3 separate regions of the Triticum aestivum genome follow, and all the other regions are linked to region 3. Evidence: chromatin contacts called from public Hi-C data. All regions are on one chromosome and are shown on one strand. Each heading gives the region's core, a stretch centred on a gene start, on an enhancer-like site or on the middle of the called end of the contact. The rest is flanking DNA. Distances are from core to core; before and after follow the strand shown.

Region 1 (3,454 bases), core at 705-3,204, 170 kb after region 3:
AAGCCAGGCCCGCTGGAAGGAACACTGAATTTTCCATCACAATGGTTTTTTTATTTTTTGAGGGAAACAGCAGGACTCTGCTGCATATTTTTATTGATTTTAAATAAATAATACAAGGTTCAAGATGGAAAAAGAGAAAGCAGTCAATTAGCTTACTCTGACTTGCTGCGATAGGGCGCTGAGTCCAAAATCGGACACCTTGAGAGTACCGTTAGCATCAAGCAGAAGATTTTCAGGCTGAAACGTGGAAGAAGAAAATGGTATCAGACCACTTTTTGTTTCTTCGCATAGGGCAGATGAGTAACCACCACGGCACCGGCCCGCCACGATACCTTGAGATCACGGTGATAGACACCTCTGCTATGGCAGTAGTCGACAGCGTTGATGAGCTGCTGGAAATATTTCCTGGCGTCGTCCTCTTTGAGCCTCCCACGCGAAGCCTAGACCACGATCACCGCAAAAGTAAGCATATAGGCAGAGTGGGAAGCAAAGCATAACCCAAAATGTTGAGCAAGGTATATACTCACGATTTTGTCGAAAAGTTCGCCACCTGTGACAAGCTCCATGACTATGTATATCTTTGTCCTGCTGGCCATCACCTTTAAAGGACACGCCAATTAGAAGTGGACATGGTCATTTACATACATAGTCGAAAGGCAAAAGGTACGTAGTTTTAACCAGAAATCAAAAGATAACCAAAAAAAAAATATAATTTCCTCATGCGAGGAATATGAGCAAATAATTAGTAGTCCACTGTACTTTGCTTAAAATGAAGATGATGATTTCAGGTTGCGCTAGTACTACTAGTCTATACCTCGTACATGCGGATGACGTTGGGGTGCCTGATGAGCTTCATGGTGGAGATCTCGCGCTTTATCTGCAGAAAGAAGAGGTGTATCATTCAGAGGCCAAACAAAAACAAAAGTGAAGAGCCAAATTTGATCACGGCCGCCAACTAAACTCTGCGCTTTCCAACCAACGCGCACGAGACGCCCGCCAAGCCTTGGTCTTGGTCTTGGTCTTGGCCTCGGCCTCGGCCTCGGCCTCGGCGGGCGCATTGAATTGAATTGAATTGGCGGTAGAACGCTATTCTGGAACGCCGTTGCTGCTGCCGGTTTCACGGATTCTCACGTCTAGGCGTTCCAGCAAGTCCAACTAGTAGTACTACTAGTAACTCTTTCGTCCAATGGTTTTCACCAAACATTTTTTTAGAAAAAAAAAACAGCCCTATAAACCTCCCCTTTTTTTTAACAATAACAATGCTTGATGATCGAGAAAGATGATCAAGGCTATGCCTCCCTTTTAGTACAACAGAAATAATCTGAACAGGCCATGGTTTTGGATTGGGAAGAAAATAATCTACAGTTTTTCTTTTTCTTTTTGGCCTTGGCTCCGAAGAAGAAGAAGAAGAAGAAAGACAAGATGGAAGATGGAAGTACCTGCGCGATCATCTTGTGCTTGAGGACCTTGTCCTTGTCGAGGATCTTGATGGCGACATTCTCGCCGGTCTCGACGTTCCTGGCGAACTTGACCTTGGCGAACGTCCCTTCCCCCAGCGTCCTCCCCAGCTCGTACCTCCCCACCCGCGTTCTCCCGCCGCCGCCGCCGCCGTGCGCGCTCATCTTCCCTCCCGCGCTCGAATCAACCATTCAGCCAATACCCACCGATTAAAAGAATTACCCGATAAACAGATCTGTTCCTGCGGGCGACTAGGACCTCTTCTTGTCGCAGGGCCTCCACTGCACGAAGAGCTCCTTGTTGTCCTCCCCTTGCTGCCGATGCCGCATGGAGTCTGGTGGTAGTTTGTTCTCAGCGAACTCGTAGAGTCGCAGGCATGGGAGTGGGATCGAGATTCAGGAAGAGAGGCAGTAGTAGTGGCGGTTAATGGCGGAACGGTAGGGGAGAGAGGAGAGGAGGGGGGATGGTGGTATGTATAGGCGGGCGGAGGCGGAGGCGGAGGCGGAGAAGAACGAGGGGGTGCGAGGAAGAAAGCGCGGTCCCGCCGCGTGCGTGCGTGCGTAGTGACGTCTCACGAAGGTGCGGTGCGGTGCGCCGAGCGTCGCGCGTGCGGGCGACCGGGCGAGCTTTCCTACAGCCCGCCTCTCTCTACTGTTCACTGCCGCAACTAGAGTTTGCTGCTCTGTCCGTTCAACGACTTTGCCACGATCTTCAAATTCTCTCTATATATATCTTCAGTAGTTCAATCGTAGTATTTCTTTTTCCAATCGTAGGTATATTCCACAATTAATTAATGGTCCTATATTTTTTTCTTCCCCAAGAGCTTGTTTGTACACTCGATGATATCATAGAAAAGCACATGAAACAAATATATGACACATGGGTGGCCCGGCAGTGCACCATCTGTATTCCACCACTATAAATTAGCGTTGTCCCTATCCTTTCGAAATCTTGCAATATTTATGCTCTATTTTTTACTCCTCGAGGAAGTGGCCGAGGTACACGCGTATTCAATTTTGGCTATTTCTCCATATACCTTGACTTCTCCTTTTGGCACAACACGATGACGTCTTCTTGTTTTGGTTTGTGTTGGTTTACAGGCGACGCCAAATAGTAGTGATCGCAACAAAGAGGAATACGACGAGCGCAACCGTGGATGGCTTGCCAGTATTGCATTTGTATTTTGTTGCTACCAGTCTTTATAACGGTGATCTTGATATACTGATAAAGGCAAAGGTGTCCCGTCTTTCGATGAGATGGTGGCTATCTTTTTGGTGGAAGTCGACTTTGACGATCCGACTACGAACGTACGAGGACGTCGCACCTTAGCAATCGCTAAACCAATTTCGAGAGGTTATTGACCACGTCGGAGCACGATCAGCCTGACCACGAAGGTCTATTTCATGCAAGCAAATGAAGAACAAGCAAGAAACTAAGATTGCAATCTGTATATCGCGAATAACAGAGGAAAGCTTTATTAGTGAAGGTGGGGTTCTGTGACGCCTTTGTCTGGTCGTTGAACACAAACGAAGTACGCAAAGTTGCAGCTATGACAAACTTTTAATCTAAACAAAACCCAAAGTTTAAAGGACGCCCTAAGGGCTATATATATGGAGGAAGAGGGGGAATTTCGTGGCCCTTGGGGAAGGGGTCCAAAACGAACTCTATCTCTTTTTTCCTACACATACGGACTCTAAAAATAGCCTGTACTCAAGTATTTCGAAAAATACATGGGCCTGGCCTAATAATAAGGTGACGCAACACCTAGAATAGCCTTTAGACGAAAGTTATGAAGTAACATCTTGTATATTTCGTCCAAGGCTTCATGCACTCATTATGGTGGCTTCAACGTCCTGACATCATCACTTGAAACTCCGTTTTTGTTCCCCTTGCGCATGCCATCATCTCCATGCTTGTTCTTGCTCCAATGTTCATCCTTCTCCAAGCTAGGCCCTTCATTTATAAGCAAAACAAATGTATCCAATTTAGGCAACAT
Region 2 (3,154 bases), core at 216-2,715, 160 kb after region 3:
GGGCTCTGGCCGGAAGTTCCGGGCTGTCCAGAGAGTTGACGCTAGTCACTTCTTCTTCAGCTTTCGTCTCCGTGGCTTGAGCGTTGTACCTGATCACACATAGTATCTCGGACTTAGGCAGTAACCATGTTTCACTGGAAGAAATGGGAAGCTTAAGTAGGAGTGATGTCACCTTGGATTGAATAGCACAAGCCCTTGCTCTTGTCATAGGTCCACTTGGAGCTTGGATGGTTGAGGTAGAGTCCATGGGGATGATCACGGGATGCTTCGCATCACCTGTGGTGCTTAAACTTGTCACCGATATTCACTTTAGTGTATGAACTTGAAAAATACATTGAAATAGTTCTAAAACTTGACACGGACATGCAAATACAATGTTGATCCCATTAGTAGACATAAAATACGCTGACGTGACACCGTACTTTCATTAGCATGCACATGTGGCATGCCAGCATAACATGGCCCCCCTGAACAGAATGATGTGCATAGCATGTCTCTATGACCCATGGGTCCCACCTGTCGGCACAGAGTGAAAATGACGGGAAAAATTGGTGTTTGCTGCGATTCGAACGAGCGAACTGTAATAGCCACATCGCCAACTTATTTCACATTAGCATTTTTGAAGCAAACAACTAATGTATTCTTTTTTTTGCGGGTAAAAAAAACAACTAATGTATTCTTTTTTTTGCGGGTAAAAAGAAAAACTAATGTATTCTAGGTAAACAAGCACGTGTTAGTTTAGATGGCCTGCGGTTAGTGCAGTCCATGTTGCATATGTTAACTTTCTTTTATTTTAGAATTCAATTCGTGTGTTATAAATATTATACATACAAAAAATTATTTAGCAAAATTTTCAAGTAATTTTTAAAAATATTCACATATTTATTTTGAAATATCCTAAATAAAAAAGTATTTTTGATTATAAAATGGTTGTACAATTTAGAATTATATAAATACTTTCTTTATTATAATTCGTAAATATTATTTGTACACAAACATTTTAATAATTACATGTACATTTTCTGATTCACATTTTTAAGAAGTTTTTAACAATGTAAAAATATAGATAAATATGCAAATTTTAAATTTTAAATTTTAAAAAATATTCACTCCCGACTATATTTTAGTTGTATTAAATTATGAATATATGACACAGCGGGAATGTCATTCATTTCTTTCCAAATCGAACCATGGGGAGGATGCCTTGGAGGATTTGGCATGCCTTCCTTGAGAACAAAGCAAAATCACATACACTAATTATCTTTCGTTTTTCATGCAAGTTGGAGCAAGTAGTTGGTTCAAAACATAAAGTAAGGCGAAAGAAAGTTGCATCCCCACAGAATAAAATCTGCACTTGCCTATTATGCAGATAGCTATCTGGAAAGCTCGGTGTCTCAAGATTGTGTGCTTCGCTTCGCTGGGTAATATATGTTTTTTCCCCTCCTGCTACCGCCAACGGCCAACCAGTTGGTGATAGCACGTCATTTTCAAAATAGCGTTGTCGGACATGTTCGTGTAGCCCACCGTAGAGGGCACAATGAAAGCAACCTTTGAGCTAACAACAAATGCTCTTAAACATGTACTCGATCGTGAGTTTAATCATTCGTATTCATATAAATCACTCCATTCCCAGTCAAAAGGAAAAATCACTCCATTCCAAAATAAATTAGTTGGATCTGTTCAGGTGTTGCAAATGTCGAGATGTTTTCAATCGTGAAATGACTGAATCGTTTGCAGTTTCGGCTTGTATTGGAAACATGAACCAAGGGCCCATGTTTTTTTGCGGGATAATACTTGTATTTTTTTTGCGGGATAATACTTGTATTGCTCAAAGCTAAAAATTACAATCATCACTGGCAATACCTAAAAGTTCGTCCGGACCCGACCCAAGCCACACAACAGTTCGGCATTGTGATCGTCCATAGCTTGCCAGGAAATTACTAGCATTGTTTTTGCTACGCACAATATGAGTAATACAAGAATTACGCTCGATCAAACTATCTTTGATCTCTTTAATAAGAAAAGCATACTTAGACCTATTTGTATCTCCACTCTGAATCACCTTCCCTGCTTCTAAACTGTCTGATTCAACATCAACAGGTAGACTACTCCATTGCAAGGCAAGTAGTAAACCCTCCCGAATTCCCAGGATTTCATATTCGAGCACATCATCACAAGCAAAGAGATGTCTACATGAACTGAAGATGATGCTGCCACTATGGTCTCTAAGAATCATACTTGTTCCCGCCACACCATTAAGTACTGAACCATCCGTGTTCAACTTCACCCGCCCATCCACTGGAGTCCATGGGCTATGTTGTTGGCTCTTTGTACTGTGTGTCGTTCCCATGAGAGGAAAACACGCCTGAACAGGGTACTTCCCCTTAGTGTGGTCAGCTTGCGGATGTGCAACAATGGAATTCAACGAAGAAACATAGCTTGATAGAAAACGGCAGGAGACATCGACCAGCGGGGCAGGTTTGTAATGGACTATCTCGTTCCGGACATACCATATCTGCCAAAAGAGCATCATAAAGTGAAGCCGTCTTGGTTCAATCAAGTCAGCAATTGCTTGGACAAACCATTCTTTCCCCGTTGGTAGAATTTTTGTAACATCTGGAAGGTCCCATTCTGAAGCCATTGCTCTCCATAAGCGCTTAGCATTGATGCAGGAGCAGAAAGTGTGGAATGAGTCCTCTTCGCAGCAACAAAGCGGACAGTTAGGACAGTTAGCATTTATCTCCAAATTCCATTTATGTTTGTTTTTCCAAGTAGCAAGGGAGTCTGTTGCTAACCTCCAAGCAAAGTTAAGAACTTTCGGTGGAGCCGGAGTAGACCAGATGCAATTCCAGCATGCACGAGCTCTGTCTGAGTGATAATTCGAAGTTGCAACAAAACTATTAAACAGATCATCTGACGCGAGCTTATATGCCCTACGTACTGTGAACAGTCCTGATTTTTCCGGTGCCCAAGCCAGGAAATCTTCACCGAGTCGGGGGGATGGACGGGTTTTTAAAATTTCACAAATGTTCACGGGCAAAAAGAACTGATGTATTTTCTCACGGTCCCATAAACCGTTGTGATCCAGCAGCTCCGACACCCACTTAAACCTGCACCTTCCCTTACAAGAGATCGGGCCACCCGTTAGTTCCCG
Region 3 (3,226 bases), core at 261-2,760:
ATGGGCGGATCAAGCATGAAAATGCTTCCAGTAGTCTCAATAATTGGAATGTTCTAGATTTATTTGTGGCAACAAAGACAGGTCATTAAGCTCAGATAAGAGGATTACTTACTTGAACATTGCCCAATGCTAATCTTTCAAAATCTGTGACATTCCGCGGCACTCTGCCAGTAGAATCCTCCAGGGCATGATCAGTTCCAGCAACTGGTAACAGAACTGGAAGCAACACAATCCCGGAAAACGCAAGGATTGCCAAAACTGGAACACCAGAGAATAAAAATTCAGATAATTGGCGAAGAATCTGCATGATTTGTTTTTTCAAGCAAGCACTCTGCATGATATATCGACCTACCTATATCTGACCCAAAACGCACCCTAGCCTTTTCATCGCCCTTTTTGCATATAGACTAAGCAGTTTAACATGCTAAATTACATACTTCCAGCAATCCTCCATGCATGATAGTTTTATCTCGTTTGAGCCCGGCCTTCAGGATGGGTGGTGATAACTCCTCTTAACAAAACATACGCATGGCTCTTGCTTGTCTACACCTTTTTCTTTGCAGCTCTATAGCAGCATTAATATAATTTAAAGTAAATTGATAGCAACAATTAGCATTTGTTATTGCCATTCCGGCAGTTCATACAATCGGCCGTATCTTCATGTTGGTACACAAAAGTAAAACAATCAAACATAAAACTAACGTTCTACAAACATGGCAGCAATTTTTAGAAAATAGATGTTCGTTTAGAACAGAATATAGCATGCTTGCAACCAATTTACATCAGAGAAATCATAGTCCACAACAGCAGGACTTTTAATTATTTTTTTGAGAAAAGACGCCCAAAAGGCATCTTAGATACAACAGCAGGACTTAATTTAATATTTTATTTTGTGCACGAAATATTATTTGTGGAAGCAAAAAGAAAAAACACGGAAACGCACAGACGAGTAGTAAACGAATGAATCTGGAAACCAAACAACCAACTCAACCAAAGCATGGGTAAACAAACGAAGTAGAGAGCGTGGTTGGCTTGGGCATACCGGATGAGAGGAAGACGAGGTAGACGGCGGCGTCGACTCCGCTGGCGGCAACGACGTCGGCCTCGGACGCCGCGAACGCTTGGCGGATCCAGCCGACGGGGCTGCGCGTGCCCCGCCCGCGCCCCTCCCACGGGTCGAGCCCCCGCAGCAGCACGCTCGGGTAGTACACCGGCGCGTTCCCCGGGCGGCGCGAGAGCCACGTGAACACCAGGACCAGCACGGCGAAGATGACGAAGGACGTCAGAAGCGACGTGACGAACGACGAGATGTCCATCTCGCTCGCCGAAGCCGCCCCGCTCCTCCTCCGGGGGGGATTATGAGGGAGGGGGTTTAGTAGTGGAGGGATTGATTAACGGAGGGCATTAGGGTGGTAAATGGGTGGGAAGGGGAAAGCATTGGATGCTTTGTGTGCTGTGCTGGGGAATGGCTGGCGTGGTGGGGAGTTTATGAGTTGTGGAGGTTGCCGAGCCAAGGAAAGGGGCAGGGCAGGGAGAAGAAGAGGAAGGGGATGGGACCAGGGAGTTCAGCAAAATGTCTGAAATGCCCCTTTCCTCTTCCGCCTTTTGCTTTTCAATTGTTCGAATCCCTTCCCCTTTTGACCCCCTTCATTCAACTGCATCGCCTCTTGTTAACCATAAGGGCATTTCTAACTGATCCTCAATACAGCCATAAAGACTAAAATTTTACATTATAAGTCATAAAACTTGTATGTAACGATTAATTTGATGCATAAACTTATAAAATATGTGTTTCTGATCATCAAACTTGCACGAATGTTCATATACAGTCATATTTCATGTACGTGAACGTATCGTGGCCTATGTAGGATACCAGCGTGGCCAGGACCCGATGTAAGCCCGAGTCACATGGTAGATCTGCAGACTTTTTCATTTACGTATCATGTCCCTGTTTTTTTAAGGTACTAAGCCCCTAAATAAAATGATTTTTTATTTACGTATTAAGTCCCTCAAATAAAATAAAATAAACAAGGGATGGTTGGGTTTCGAATCAGGGACATGCCCCTACTAGGCTCGGGTGAACAACCACCAAACCAATGATCATACATGTTTAGGTAGCACAAATAATTTTTATATCATATAAACATGCCAAAAAATAAATTTTACAAGAAATGTAACCCCAAAAAAGGGAGCACCGTGGCTCAACTATGTGACCTCGTGGTCAACGTTAACTAAGATTACCACCAGGCTTCGGCAACCAACATGTCCAAATGGGGTAAATATTTTTCATGTTATTATTCCTTCTTGTTCTATGTAAGAACAAATATATATTCTTGTGTTTGTGACATTTAAAAATGTTTATGTGTTAGAAAAAAAAAGGTATGTGACATTCAAAAAAATGCTTAAACATTGCAAAACACATTTGCGTAATTAAAAATGATAGGTTGCATTTTAAAATGCTCATGCATTCCAAAAAACTGCTCATGACATCTTTTTAATGTTTATACAATGTATAAAATTGCTCGTGTAGCTTGAAAATGTTTTGTACCATAAAAAATGCTTAAACAATATTTGAATAAAGTTTCAAAACTTGTATTTAATAAAAAGTTAATCATATGTTTAATAAATATTAAGCATATTTTTTAAAAAAATACTCTGAACATAGATGTATACTGGAGTATTTAAAAAATATGTGTATCAAAACATAGATGTATACTGGAGTATTTAAAACATAAAAAAATGTGTATCATATGGAGTATATGTTTCACTACACATAAGTTTGAAAATTTGTATTTGAAAAAATGTTAATCATTTGGAGTATATGTTTTGATGTCTATTTTTTCCAGTATACATCTAAAAACATTTGTTTAATATTTTTTAAAGATATGATTAACATTCTTTCAAATATGTGGTTAAACACATAATTATCATTTTTTCAAATACAAGTTTTTGGAACTTTTTAAACTGTTACATACTTTTTTTAATACATAAATATTTTTTAAATGTCACAAACACAAGGATATAATTTGTTTTCTTATATCCGGATGTGTTGTGCTGTCGTAGCCTGGTGGTAATCTTAGTTAACCTTGAGCACAAGGTCACATGGTCGAGCCACGTTGCTTATTTTTTCCGGGTTACATTCCTTGTAAATTTATTTTCAGTCAATATTTGTATGATACAAAAATTTTGTCGAGCTACACATGAATGGTCATTAGTCTGGTTGTTG

What was found. A called contact is a pair of places that touch in the nucleus more often than the background predicts.
Region 1: a contact with region 3 is called in a Hi-C map of leaf, with 4 times the contacts expected there. The contact joins the promoter of LOC123039224 here to the promoter of LOC123045010 in region 3. A contact is called at or near these places in 2 of 5 Hi-C or Micro-C datasets (both in leaf).
Region 2: a contact with region 3 is called in a Hi-C map of leaf, with 6 times the contacts expected there. The contact joins the enhancer-like site here to the promoter of LOC123045010 in region 3. A contact is called at or near these places in 2 of 5 Hi-C or Micro-C datasets (both in leaf).

The regions. Positions count from the first base shown.
Region 1 is chr2B:376,433,598-376,437,051 of IWGSC CS RefSeq v2.1, forward strand. It overlaps LOC123039224, which reads right to left and starts at 1,955. Exons shown (of 22, transcript XM_044462477.1): 1 at 1,440-1,955; 2 at 815-877; 3 at 528-599; 4 at 333-440; 5 at 157-237. The coding sequence starts at 1,649.
Region 2 is chr2B:376,415,981-376,419,134 of IWGSC CS RefSeq v2.1, forward strand. No RefSeq gene overlaps it. Among protein-coding and RNA genes, the nearest start is that of LOC123039224, 18 kb to the right of the region's middle. Within about 2 kb of position 1,466, at least 1 of the 8 cell types and tissues checked has an H3K27ac peak or open chromatin away from gene starts, as enhancers often do. A contact at or near this core is called in leaf, where this site is marked.
Region 3 is chr2B:376,260,515-376,263,740 of IWGSC CS RefSeq v2.1, forward strand. LOC123045010 (CSC1-like protein ERD4) reads right to left here and starts at 1,511. Exons shown (of 7, transcript XM_044467921.1): 1 at 1,043-1,511; 2 at 113-258. The coding sequence starts at 1,316.